Linked DNA regions of Zea mays: region 1 is linked to region 2. The links are chromatin contacts, called in public Hi-C maps. All regions are on one chromosome and are shown on one strand. Each heading gives the region's core, a stretch centred on a gene start, on an enhancer-like site or on the middle of the called end of the contact. The rest is flanking DNA. Distances are from core to core; before and after follow the strand shown. Region 1 holds the start of LOC109941448 (fasciclin-like arabinogalactan protein 9). Region 2 overlaps LOC103635335 (Putative homeodomain-like transcription factor superfamily protein).

Region 1 (5,047 bases), core at 2,413-4,912, 460 kb after region 2:
CCTGGCGACCAAGTCATGCAGTCTTCGGGAAATCGACTATCAAACAGAGTCATCTTGATAATATGAGAGGAAGGTATTTTCGAGATATGTCTATTGTGAGGGCTGACGCAGACAGGGCTGTTCCTGCCCCCGAAGAAAACGAAGTTGTGATCTACCGAAGCTTCTTCAAAGCTGGGCTTCGGTTCCTGTTGAGCAGATTTGTTGTTGAAGTTTTAAAGACATATCAGATTTTCCTTCACCAGATCACTCCTGAAGCAATTGTTAGAATGGGGATCTTCGTCTGGGCTATAAGAAGTCAAGGTCTGGAGCCAAGTGCAAAATGTTTTTGCAGCATGCCCTTTACATTTGCTAATGACTCTATAGTGATCCATCGAGGTCTAAATAGCCTTTTCCCTTTTAAGTCGGTTCCCTTTTCTGCTATCATGCCGAAGCTCCCTTGCGCATAGCTTCGGCTCTGCGTCAACCTTCGTATTCTTTGAGCTTCTCAAACTGTGGTTCTGATCCGAGTCCGAAGGTAACTGTTCATGTATTATACTCCAGAAGCATTGTTAAATCATGTTTTTAGGACCTTCGGAAGACGAAGGCCCCCAACAGCGGGAATCCGTCCGTCTTCTTCCTGGTGTTTGTTCGCGGGACTGCACTGTGAACATCAACCTGCATCGAATTCCGATCAGCTACATCGAACATACAGACTAGATGTCTCGTGTGAAGGAGTCACCGGTGCTTTGAGCATTGGTCCCTCGGTAGGATACTCACTGTATTTATTTTTATGTATGTTATTCTAATATTTACTGCTGCTATGAGTAGTTTTATACATGCATATATCTGTCATCATATTTATCGCGCTATATTTCTGAATTAAATTGAATATGAAAATGCCTAAATCGCTAACAAAAGCAAGATGCATGCTAACGAACAGAAGCTTCAGGCTTTAGCTGAAAAAGAAGGAAGAGAAGGAATGCTCAAGCAAGCAACTCCAACGAGATCACAGCTACTAATCATTATATATACCGAGCAAGAAGAAAGCGACTGCTCAAACCGGCGAGGTCTCGACTCGAGAACAAGACCCACGCTGCAACCATTCTTCTTCAGTCTTCACCGTCGCCGGCCTCTCCAACGACGTCTGGCGAGAGGAAAGATCGAGAGCACAGCTCAATCCGGATGGTCCTCGCTTGCGATCTCCACCGTCGCGCATCTGCCAGCAGGACCAGCCGCGCGCCGTCCGTCGCAGGTGGGCGGGCTGCGCCGCAGCTCTCTGGCTTGGCTCGGACCAGTCGCCAATAAACGCGGCTAACTCTCCGCCTTTAAAACGGGCAAGCTCCTGCGATCCCTTTCGAGAGCGCGCCGTCGCCGGGTCCAGCTGCGTCTCGGTCGATGGTGGTGCATGGGACACCGTATCTTATGAGCAAGGAGCCCTGCTGCTCCCATGAGCAAAATCAATCCAGACCACATCCTACACATCCAACGATGCTGCGTCAGAGGGGTTTTTATAAAATGTACAGATTTGCAAAGAACATTTTACAAAACCCCCTGACACAGCACCGTTGGATGTGAAGAGTGTGGTCTGGATTGATTTTGCTCATGGGAGCACCAACGCTCCTTGCGCACAAGATACGTTCTCGGTGCATGGTCCGTCCTGTGGGTTGAGTTGAGCGGGCCTCATGAACGGCGCTCTGGCCACGTCCCGCCGCTATCAGGCAGTGCTTGGGGAGGCACCAGCACCCACCAGTGGGCAGTGGCTAATCTTCGTAGCTAGCTGACATTGGATTATTAGTCGACGTGGAAGCGCGAGAACACGGAGAAACACTGCATGCTGCTTTTGCACCACCACCTACGCTCCATGTCATCAGCGTTTGTTGCATGCTGCTTACAAGTACAGTCCGTAGCGTTGCCCCTGCTGGGGTCTCATCCTCCTGTAGTCCTATACTCCTATTATCGAGAACGGTAGCAAAAACAAAAAATAATAAAACCTGTGTCACCCTACAAGATAAAAATTAAACTTGCTAACTTTTTTTTTCTCTCTCTCTACAATTGAATAAGTGGAATATTTAATAAAATATCTCAAAAAAATTAAGATCGAGGAAGATTGAAACCGATCCCGAGCAACCGCCGGTCGCCGTACGCGGATGAGCTAGCCGCGGCTTCACGCATACGAAAGGGGCGATCGATACTATGCCTGCTCGTTTTAAAAATTTCAGACAAAGGGGCGATCGATCACTACTCTGCATGCAGCACACACATGCAATACACCTCGCCTCATTGACGAGAGGGCCGCAAAGTTGTCCCAGACAGAACCATGAGCGCAGTTCGAGTCGAGCGATCGTTTCGTTGGAGTACTAGCTGCGCAATCAATGTTTGGACCGATGGCCCATATGCATGCATAAACTAAACTATCGTCACCACCTGCGTTCCTGCACTGGCAAGGTAACGGCTACTCTCTGCGGACTGCGGTTGTCGTATACTACCCAGAACACAGATCACTGATGCCGCCTTCTCTGCTGCTGCTACTGGTATAGTTTACGCGAGTGAGTCGAGAAGAGACCTCGCAAGATGCGGCCAAGTCCACAGGTTGCCCGTTCTTAATTATCTCAAGCCGTGGACGCGACCGGCGACCTGGCGGACTAGAAGCCGTGGACGCGTGCAGTTCATGCAAATGTCCGTCTCGAGATCCGAAATGAGGATTCCCCGGCGTAGATCGATCGGTGAAACCGAGCTGCTTTGGATCCGGAATGCATGAGACCGGCCGGCTTTCTTGCCAGCTACTAGCATTGATCACTCTCCACCAAACAGGGATATTTGCCGGCGAGCAAGGGGACCTGTTGGTACGGGCACTCAGCTGAGCAGGGCCCAACACCAACAGCATGTACACCTGGCTTTCCTTATCGGCCAGCTCCGCTTGCTGGGACGGACGGCTCCAACTCTCTTCATCCTGGCAAAAAACTGAACAGCGCGTATTCGGCGGTGGGACGACCGGTTGGTTGCATCATTGCATACGTTGGTGGGCAGGCACGAAATGGATTGGACCCACAGATAACTGAGCTTGAAGTGCTCCTGATGGCAGTTTGGGGTCCTACAAACACGAATGCCTTCTCTTCTCTTATTTTCTTTTCTTTTTTTTAACGAACAGACAGGAGGTTTGCCGGCCGTTCAATTAAGCAAGGAAAGAATGCCTTCGTTTCTCAACCTTGCGACGATCCATCTTAAGCAAACAAAGAAATGCCAGCCGAGCAGCTTGCAAGTTTCTGGCTCAGCTGACCGTTATTCAGACTCCGCGGAAAACAGTATTATCGCTCTACTGCGCAGCAACCTTTTTTTTTATGACGGATCTTGTGTTTCTTTAAGCATAATATGGCACAGTAGCTCTGAATATCTGATCATACTCTGGCAACCATTCATGACTTCAAAACCGATATTAAGGCTCCCTTTGACATGGCTATCGCAGTGGCTCTTTTTCTATCTCTTCGTGAAGCCGTACCAAACAGTCTTAAAAAAACGGCTCTTCACAGAGAGCCATCAAAGAGCCAGAGCCGTTTTGCTATTTGGAGCCGAAGCACGAGAAAACAAGCTTCTATCGGCCCCTTATATCCGGCACACAATAATGTATCACAAAATTACAGTCTCTGCTACGGTCTCCTCGTGAGAAGCTGTTTTGTCAAATGAATTACAAAACGGCTCTGGCTCCTCTAGAGAACCAAAGAAGCCAGAGGGAAGCCGTTAGGAGCCCTGCCAAAGGGGCCTAAAGGCCGGTTTGGTAGACAGTAAAATAGAGAAGATCTATAAAAGAGATAATCTCTTTGTTAACAGTAAAATAGAGGAGATCTATAAAAAAGATAATCTCTTTGCTAGTTTTAATCCCTTCCAATCGACTCGATACAAATCGTTTTCGTACTCGCAATTTGCTCGATCCTCCACTAGGAGTGGGAGGGAGATCTCAGGTCAAATGCCTCGGTCCTCTGCCAGACTGTTCCCTCTCACGTGCTGACTGACAACTCCGCGCCGATCGATCCACGGGCGTTATTAGTATAGAGCGCGTTCGCCTGCACTACAAAAACCACTGTTGCAGCTGCAAAATACTGTTGCAGCTGCAATCACCAGAGAGAAAATACTGTAGAAGCCGCAGCCGCAGTCGGATTAAAGCCGCAGCGAACAAGCCCATATATCGCCGTCAGAGCCATCACCCCGATGGATCCCTGCGTTTCGTGCTCAGGTTCAGCGGAAACTGAGCCGTGAGCACCGCCGCCGCCACCACCTTTGCGTTTGCGGTGACGACACGACACCAATAATGGCGGCGGCAAGGACAAGGAGCCTGCTCGCGGCGGCGTTCCTGGCGCTGGCGGCGGTGCCGGCGGTGCTCTGCCAGGCGCCAGGCCCCGCGGCGGCGGCGCCGCCCAACAAGGGCCCGCCGAACGTTACGGCGATCCTGGAGAAGGGCGGGCAGTACACGACGTTCATGCGGCTGATGAAGTCGACGCAGCAGGACACGCAGCTGAACGGCCAGCTGAACAACTCGTTCGGCAGCGGGTACACGGTGTTCGCGCCCACCGACAGCGCCTTCTCCAGCCTCAAGCCCGGCACGCTGAACAAGCTGTCGCAGCAGGAGCAGGTGTCGCTGGTGCAGTACCACGTCCTGCCGCAGTTCTACTCGCTCGACTCCTTCGAGACCGCCAGCAACCCCGTGCGTACGCAGGCGTCGGGCTCCGACGGGCCCTACACGCTCAACATCACCGCCGACAGCAGCGGCCAGGCCAACGTGTCCACGGGCCTCGTCGCCACCCGCGTCGGCCAGGCCCTGCGCGCGCAGCAGCCCCTCGCCGTCTACTCCGTCGACCAGGTGCTGCTGGCCAACGACCTGTTCGGCGTCAAGCCCCCGGCGTCCGCGCCGCCCGCCGCCAGGAAGCCGGCCAAGGGCGGGTCCGTCGCCGAGGCGCCCGCCGCCGGCTCGGCTGACGCGCCGCCCTCCGGCGCGGCCGCGCGCGGCGCCAGCAGGACCGCCGGATGGAGCTCGCTGCCCGCTCTGCTGTTCCTGGCCGCCGCGGCCTCCTTCCTG
Region 2 (5,514 bases), core at 1,740-4,239:
AACGACCACGATTGGGGTAGGCCTTAGACCTGTGCTTTGGCATGAGACAAACGAGGTATTTTTAACCCCAGCCTGAAATTCGCTTCCTCAGGCTACTCAGACCACCTAACCAACTAGCTAGAGGCCCTTTCACATGAGTCTTGTTCTTTCCATGTGTTAAATGGTTTGTATTTTATGTAACCTCTGGGAAGTATTTAGACCAAGTTTGAATGATGGGACTGCAATCTTAGACACTTGATCAACTGTGAATGGTTGGGATTATGGATTTGTGGTGTTTGTTTTCTTCTAGAAGGCTGAAGGTAATTGAAGTTGGATTAATCAGGGGGTAGTATTTGATAGCTGGCAAGAGCCATCTATATTTTGTTGAAATGTTTAAAGTAGTTGTAAACTTGTCGTTCTCCTATTTTAAATTTGCTACTTATTTGGTATTGTAATAATACTTTGCTTTTAAGATTTTGTGTTTGTTTGTCCATGTCGTGTTAGGCACAATGTTTGGGTCACTGACCAGTTACCACTGGCATTTAGCACTATTTCATTGGGAAACCAGTGTTTCCGCTAGTTATGAAATTATATGTGCCTAGCTTTGTTGGGACCAGATAATTATGACTAATACAAGATTCTGAGTGACTTTTAATTTCTAATTCCTTGTGATTGTGTCCTTGAAGATTACTGTCCATAGGTTTGTTGGCAGTAGCTGCATAATATCCTGTTCAGTTTCTAGAGGAACCTGTTAGTAAGTAGACTATTGAACATATATATATATTTCTCTTTTAGAATAGTGAGTGGTTATTAAGTTGCTAGCTTGACTGACTACATGACATACAGATCCAGCTATACTGGTGCTTTAACATGATGTCGGATACTATTATTAAAATGCAGGCATTTGAAGCTTTGGTAGCTTCCCTTGATACTCGTGGCATCCGCGAGTCACATTTGCACTCAATTTTGCAAAGTATCGAGCCAACCTTCAAGGAAGCTGTTGAGAGGAAAAGGTGTGCTAATTTAGAACACCCAACTGGACGGACTTCGGAAAATGGAAGTAATGAAAGTCCAAATTGCAACAATGAATTTGGAAGTCCATGCAGTACCCTTTCTGGTGTTGCTTCTGATAATCTTATGGCACATTCAGATATTTTCAAGATAGAGGTTGGGCGCAATGAAGCTGAGAAGAATTCTATCTCGAAAAGGGCTTCCGTGTTTCTGAAATGGATCTGGAGAGAGTGCTACAGTCACCAATCTACATACGCCATGAGATATGGAAAGAAGCGGTGTCCTGAGTTGATTCACTCTTGTGATTATTGCTACCAGATATACTTAGCTGAAGAAAGGCACTGTTCTTGCCACAAAACATTCAAACACATTCACAATTTCTTGGAACACTCATCACAATGTGAAGAAAAACAAAGAACAGATCCCAATTGGAAGATGCAAACTGTGGACCTTTCTGTACCCGTAGGATTGAGATTGCTAAGGCTGCTCTTAGCTACCATTGAGGTATAGTGACATTTTATGATCATTCATTAGTGACATCTATTTTGTTTGTTGCAAAAAATGGTGTTTGTGTGACTTGTTAGATCGCGTGTTACAGGCCTTAGTACCGGCAGAAGCTCTTCTACCTTTTTGGACGGATGGGTATCGGAAATCTTGGGGTGCGAAGTTGTATTCTGCATCATCTGCCGAAGAAGTCTTGCAGGTTGCATTGCATGCTTTTTGCTCCTTTGTTTACTGTATAATTCCAGTGGCAGAGTCTGGACAGGATTAGAGAAGAGGTCATAACATGGCCAAAGAAAGAGGGGCCCAAATTAGTATCTCCTTGGCAATTGAATGATGAAATTGAGTAGCAATACTTCTTTTTAAAGAAATCTTTTGATGATGGTGGCTCATGCCTTGGCCCTTTTGAACCTCCACCCGTAATAGGGGTGGTAATGGATCGCGATCCAAATGTTCCTTCACAAATTCTTAGGTCCTTAAATAAATTTTAGTTCAAAAATGAATAGAAATAGAGCCCGAACCTAATCCGAGCCTTAAATTTTATAGTGTAAAATTTAGAGTCCATTGTCACCCCTCCGTATACAGCTATTACTAATTTGTTGCTGTATTGATCATAGCATGTTTTGACCTCAGGCTATGCATGAATAATTGTTCTGAATCTTGTGCATGTTTTGACCTCCAGCAGAGGTTTGTACCACTTTAATTTAGCAGTTTATTCTACATTTGCTTATGAACGGACTTGGATAGCTATTGTGTAGGAGGAGATTAGCATGGTGTAAGAGGCCTGATTTTAATTTATCATCAAATCAAGTTTATGTATCAATTTTGTTTGCGTATCTAAATCCTACCATGTCATATATCTGCAGATGCTTAGTGTGCTGGAAAGTGCAATAAAGCGAGACTACTTATCATCTAACTTTGAAACGACAACTGAGTTGCTTAATTCAAGCACACAAGATTTTGCTACTCAGAATTCGGCTGGAGGTTCTGGATCTGCCACTGCACTTCCATGGGTTCCTGACACTACTGCTGCTGTAGCCTTGAGATTGTTAGACTTGGATGCTTCCATCTCATACACCCTTCATCCAAAGTTGGGTTCAAATAAGGAGCAAGAATCTGGAGATTTCATGGTAAGCCTTATGGTTATTGTTATTATTGCATCAAAAGACTGTAGTGGTGGTTACATGTGGTAATTGGTCCTCTTGATCTGCTATATGGATCAATGACATGATTTATTTTTTCTCTGCGCAGAAACTTCCACCGAGATATCCTTCTATGAATAAGGGCAAACAAGAAATAGAACAGTTCAGGCCTATTGGTTTTGATCAACAGGATGGAACGTTGCTACCTAACAGCAATGGTCGTAGAGGTCGGGGAAGGGGAGGTAGAGGAGGCAGCAGGGGAGGTAGATCTCGTGGTCATGGTGGTAGGGTTCCCAGAGGTATTGGCAGCTCTTCCAGGATTCAGTTCAGGGATGACAATAGTATGCTCTATGGGAGAGCCCCACGAAAGAATGCACGTGGTGGCCGCGGCCGTGGACGTGGACGTGGACGTGGACTTCGAACTGTTAGACCTCGGCAACCATCCGAGCTCAGTGCCAGATCAATTCCAAAGGCAAACCTATTGGGCAGTTTTAGCATGTTAAGTAAGACAAATCACACTGGCACTACGCATTCTCCCGAGAGCTCAGGTGCAGAAGAGTGGGCCTTTGAGAGGAGGGAATATGTGAAGGATGATGAGAACAATTTGGTCTCTCAATCCGATGAGTCTGAGGAAAATGTCGAACCTATGAATGAGGAATATGGTGAGCATATTTCAGGCTATCCAAGAGACAATTCCGACTCCAGACCCGTACAGATGATGGGTGATGGGAGCGACGATAATGATGAGGATGCTGAAGGAGATGAGGGTGAGGAAGATGGAGAGGACTATGAAGCTGAAGATCCTGGTGATGAGGATGATGACGTTGAGATGGATGGGGATGATGATGTCGAGGTGGATGAGGATGATGACATTGAGATGGATGGGGATGATGACATTGAAGATGATGATGACGACGACGGTGGAGATGGAGCAGCCAACGGAGATGAGGATGGAGGTGGTACATCATCATATTCTTCAGAGTATAGTGAATGATGAGTGATTGAAGTTGTGCAGGCTTGTGGTAAATGATGTAACAGAGGCTTTGGTGGGCTCACCAACGCTAATGCTGACTTGAAAAACTATTTAGGAGGTTGCCAGTTCTAAACTGTCTTGTGTGGCTTGTTATTAGATAGAAGCCACTCAACATTAGAAGATCGGCCTTGTGTGTATACATACATACCAATTATCAAAAGTTGAAAATGAGGGTCGATCAGCTGTCTGTTTTATGTTCAGCTACTTTTTTCATTGTTATATATTGGGAGCGTTCTCTTTAAGACGGTTGACATATTTCTAAACTCACTCTCAATTTTGATTTTGTAGCAAGCTTGAAAAAAATTGCTTTCAACAACTTTCTATTTCAAACCCCCAGTTTTTTTCTACATGGAAAAACTGGTCTAATCGTACTAAGGTCTAGTTTAGAAATTCAAATTCTTTTCAGGATTAAAGAGGATTTAAAGAGAAATAAACTAATTTCTCTCTCAATCCCTTCCAACCCCGGAGGGCTGGTACGACCTCTAGCTCTAGCTGAGCTCTCCATCTCCATCAGTGAGTTGCAATGGGAGCATCTCAACATACTCTAGTAGAATCTATGTAATCCAAGCCTTCTGGGACATCATCCACCCGCAACTGCTTTCTCTCTTGCAGCTCTTTTATAGCAATGGCCTTTATGTTTGGAGGCTAACCCAGGCATCCATCACTCTCCTCCCAAAGAAAAAAAGATGCCAACACCGTCGAGGATTTCAGGCCAATCAACATCATTTCGAGATTCATCAAAATCGTTTCAAAGAAGAGGAACAAACATTGTCTTTAACAACACTCATCCACTTATTGACATTGACACATGTCAATCGGCGTGGGTCGCTCACTCATAGAAACTTTATTGGTTGTGACAGAACCACTTATCTTTCGCCATAAACATAAGATCCCTATGGTCCTACTCAAGGTAGACTATCACAAGTCATTTGACCGAGAAAGAGAAGAGTTGTGTCTTAAAGTAAAAACGAGGATGTAGAAATCCACACACTTGTCTTTCAGGCCCAGCCCACCAGGGATTTCCAAATCGTTAGGTTAACGACAGGTCTTTCTTCTTCTGGGTGAGCTGTAGAGCTACTTTTTCTTTCTTTCATTCCATCTGTCTCTGTATGCTTGGGTGAATGCCATAAGCGGATTTATACGCCCCGGTTCCCAGGGTTAGGGTATTCCCTATGTTGAGCCTACTCAGATCAGAACAAAACTTTTGGATTCTCTTTCGCCTATCGGCCGTCTTAAGCAACCTTCACATTTCCTGCTGAGATCCCAAGTCTCCAAGTGTCGTAGGACCTTGGCTTTAAGTAACCTTCACATTTCTTGGCCACCCACGACCTTGGCTTTTTAGAGAATCCCGCTCCTGTGTCGTAGGACTTGTAGCTCGGTAGTCCATCGGGTAGGTTTGTTTATCCATCCTTTTTCGAGTGTCTTCTTGGATAGTTATAGCGGCCCATAGGCGCAAGATGTACCTTGTGGAGGGCGGTGGTCCCTTGGACATAGCATAGTCCTTTCAGGCAGTGGTCGTTTAGTCCATGGTCCGTTGGATGGTCGGTGCAAGGCTAGAAATTGGAACACATTGATTCCGCTCGTTCCTGTCCTTCGCTTCAGGGTCTGTCCCTCGGTGTGGTCAGTACTCCATACTGTCGGGCAGCAAAGCTTACACTTGTTCACTTATTATGACGGTTCACCAGGGCCTCTTTCCTCCTCCCTTTTCTGCTCACTCGTAGGGGTCCAGACCCTCACAAAGGGGGAGGGAGTCGACTGAACATCTCAGACATTGGCGGGAATTTCGATCCCCAATTATTCTTCACCCCGGATGATCGTGTTGGGTAAATTGTGACCTCGTACGATCGT

The links. Hi-C and Micro-C count contacts between places; a contact is called where the count stands out from the background.
Region 1: a contact with region 2 is called in a Hi-C map of leaf, with 2.5 times the contacts expected there. The contact joins the promoter of LOC109941448 here to the enhancer-like site in region 2. A contact is called at or near these places in 3 of 25 Hi-C or Micro-C datasets (ear and leaf).

The regions. Positions count from the first base shown.
Region 1 is chr8:70,844,877-70,849,923 of Zm-B73-REFERENCE-NAM-5.0, forward strand. LOC109941448 (fasciclin-like arabinogalactan protein 9) reads left to right here and starts at 3,663. Exons shown (of 1, transcript XM_020542414.3): 1 at 3,663-5,047. The coding sequence starts at 4,283.
Region 2 is chr8:70,389,097-70,394,610 of Zm-B73-REFERENCE-NAM-5.0, forward strand. It overlaps LOC103635335 (Putative homeodomain-like transcription factor superfamily protein), which reads left to right. Exons shown (of 18, transcript XM_008657816.3): 15 at 880-1,494; 16 at 1,589-1,693; 17 at 2,358-2,621; 18 at 2,743-3,908. The coding sequence ends at 3,627. Among protein-coding and RNA genes, the nearest start is that of LOC103635335, 11 kb to the left of the region's middle. Within about 2 kb of position 2,990, at least 5 of the 20 cell types and tissues checked have an H3K27ac peak or open chromatin away from gene starts, as enhancers often do. A contact at or near this core is called in leaf, where this site is marked.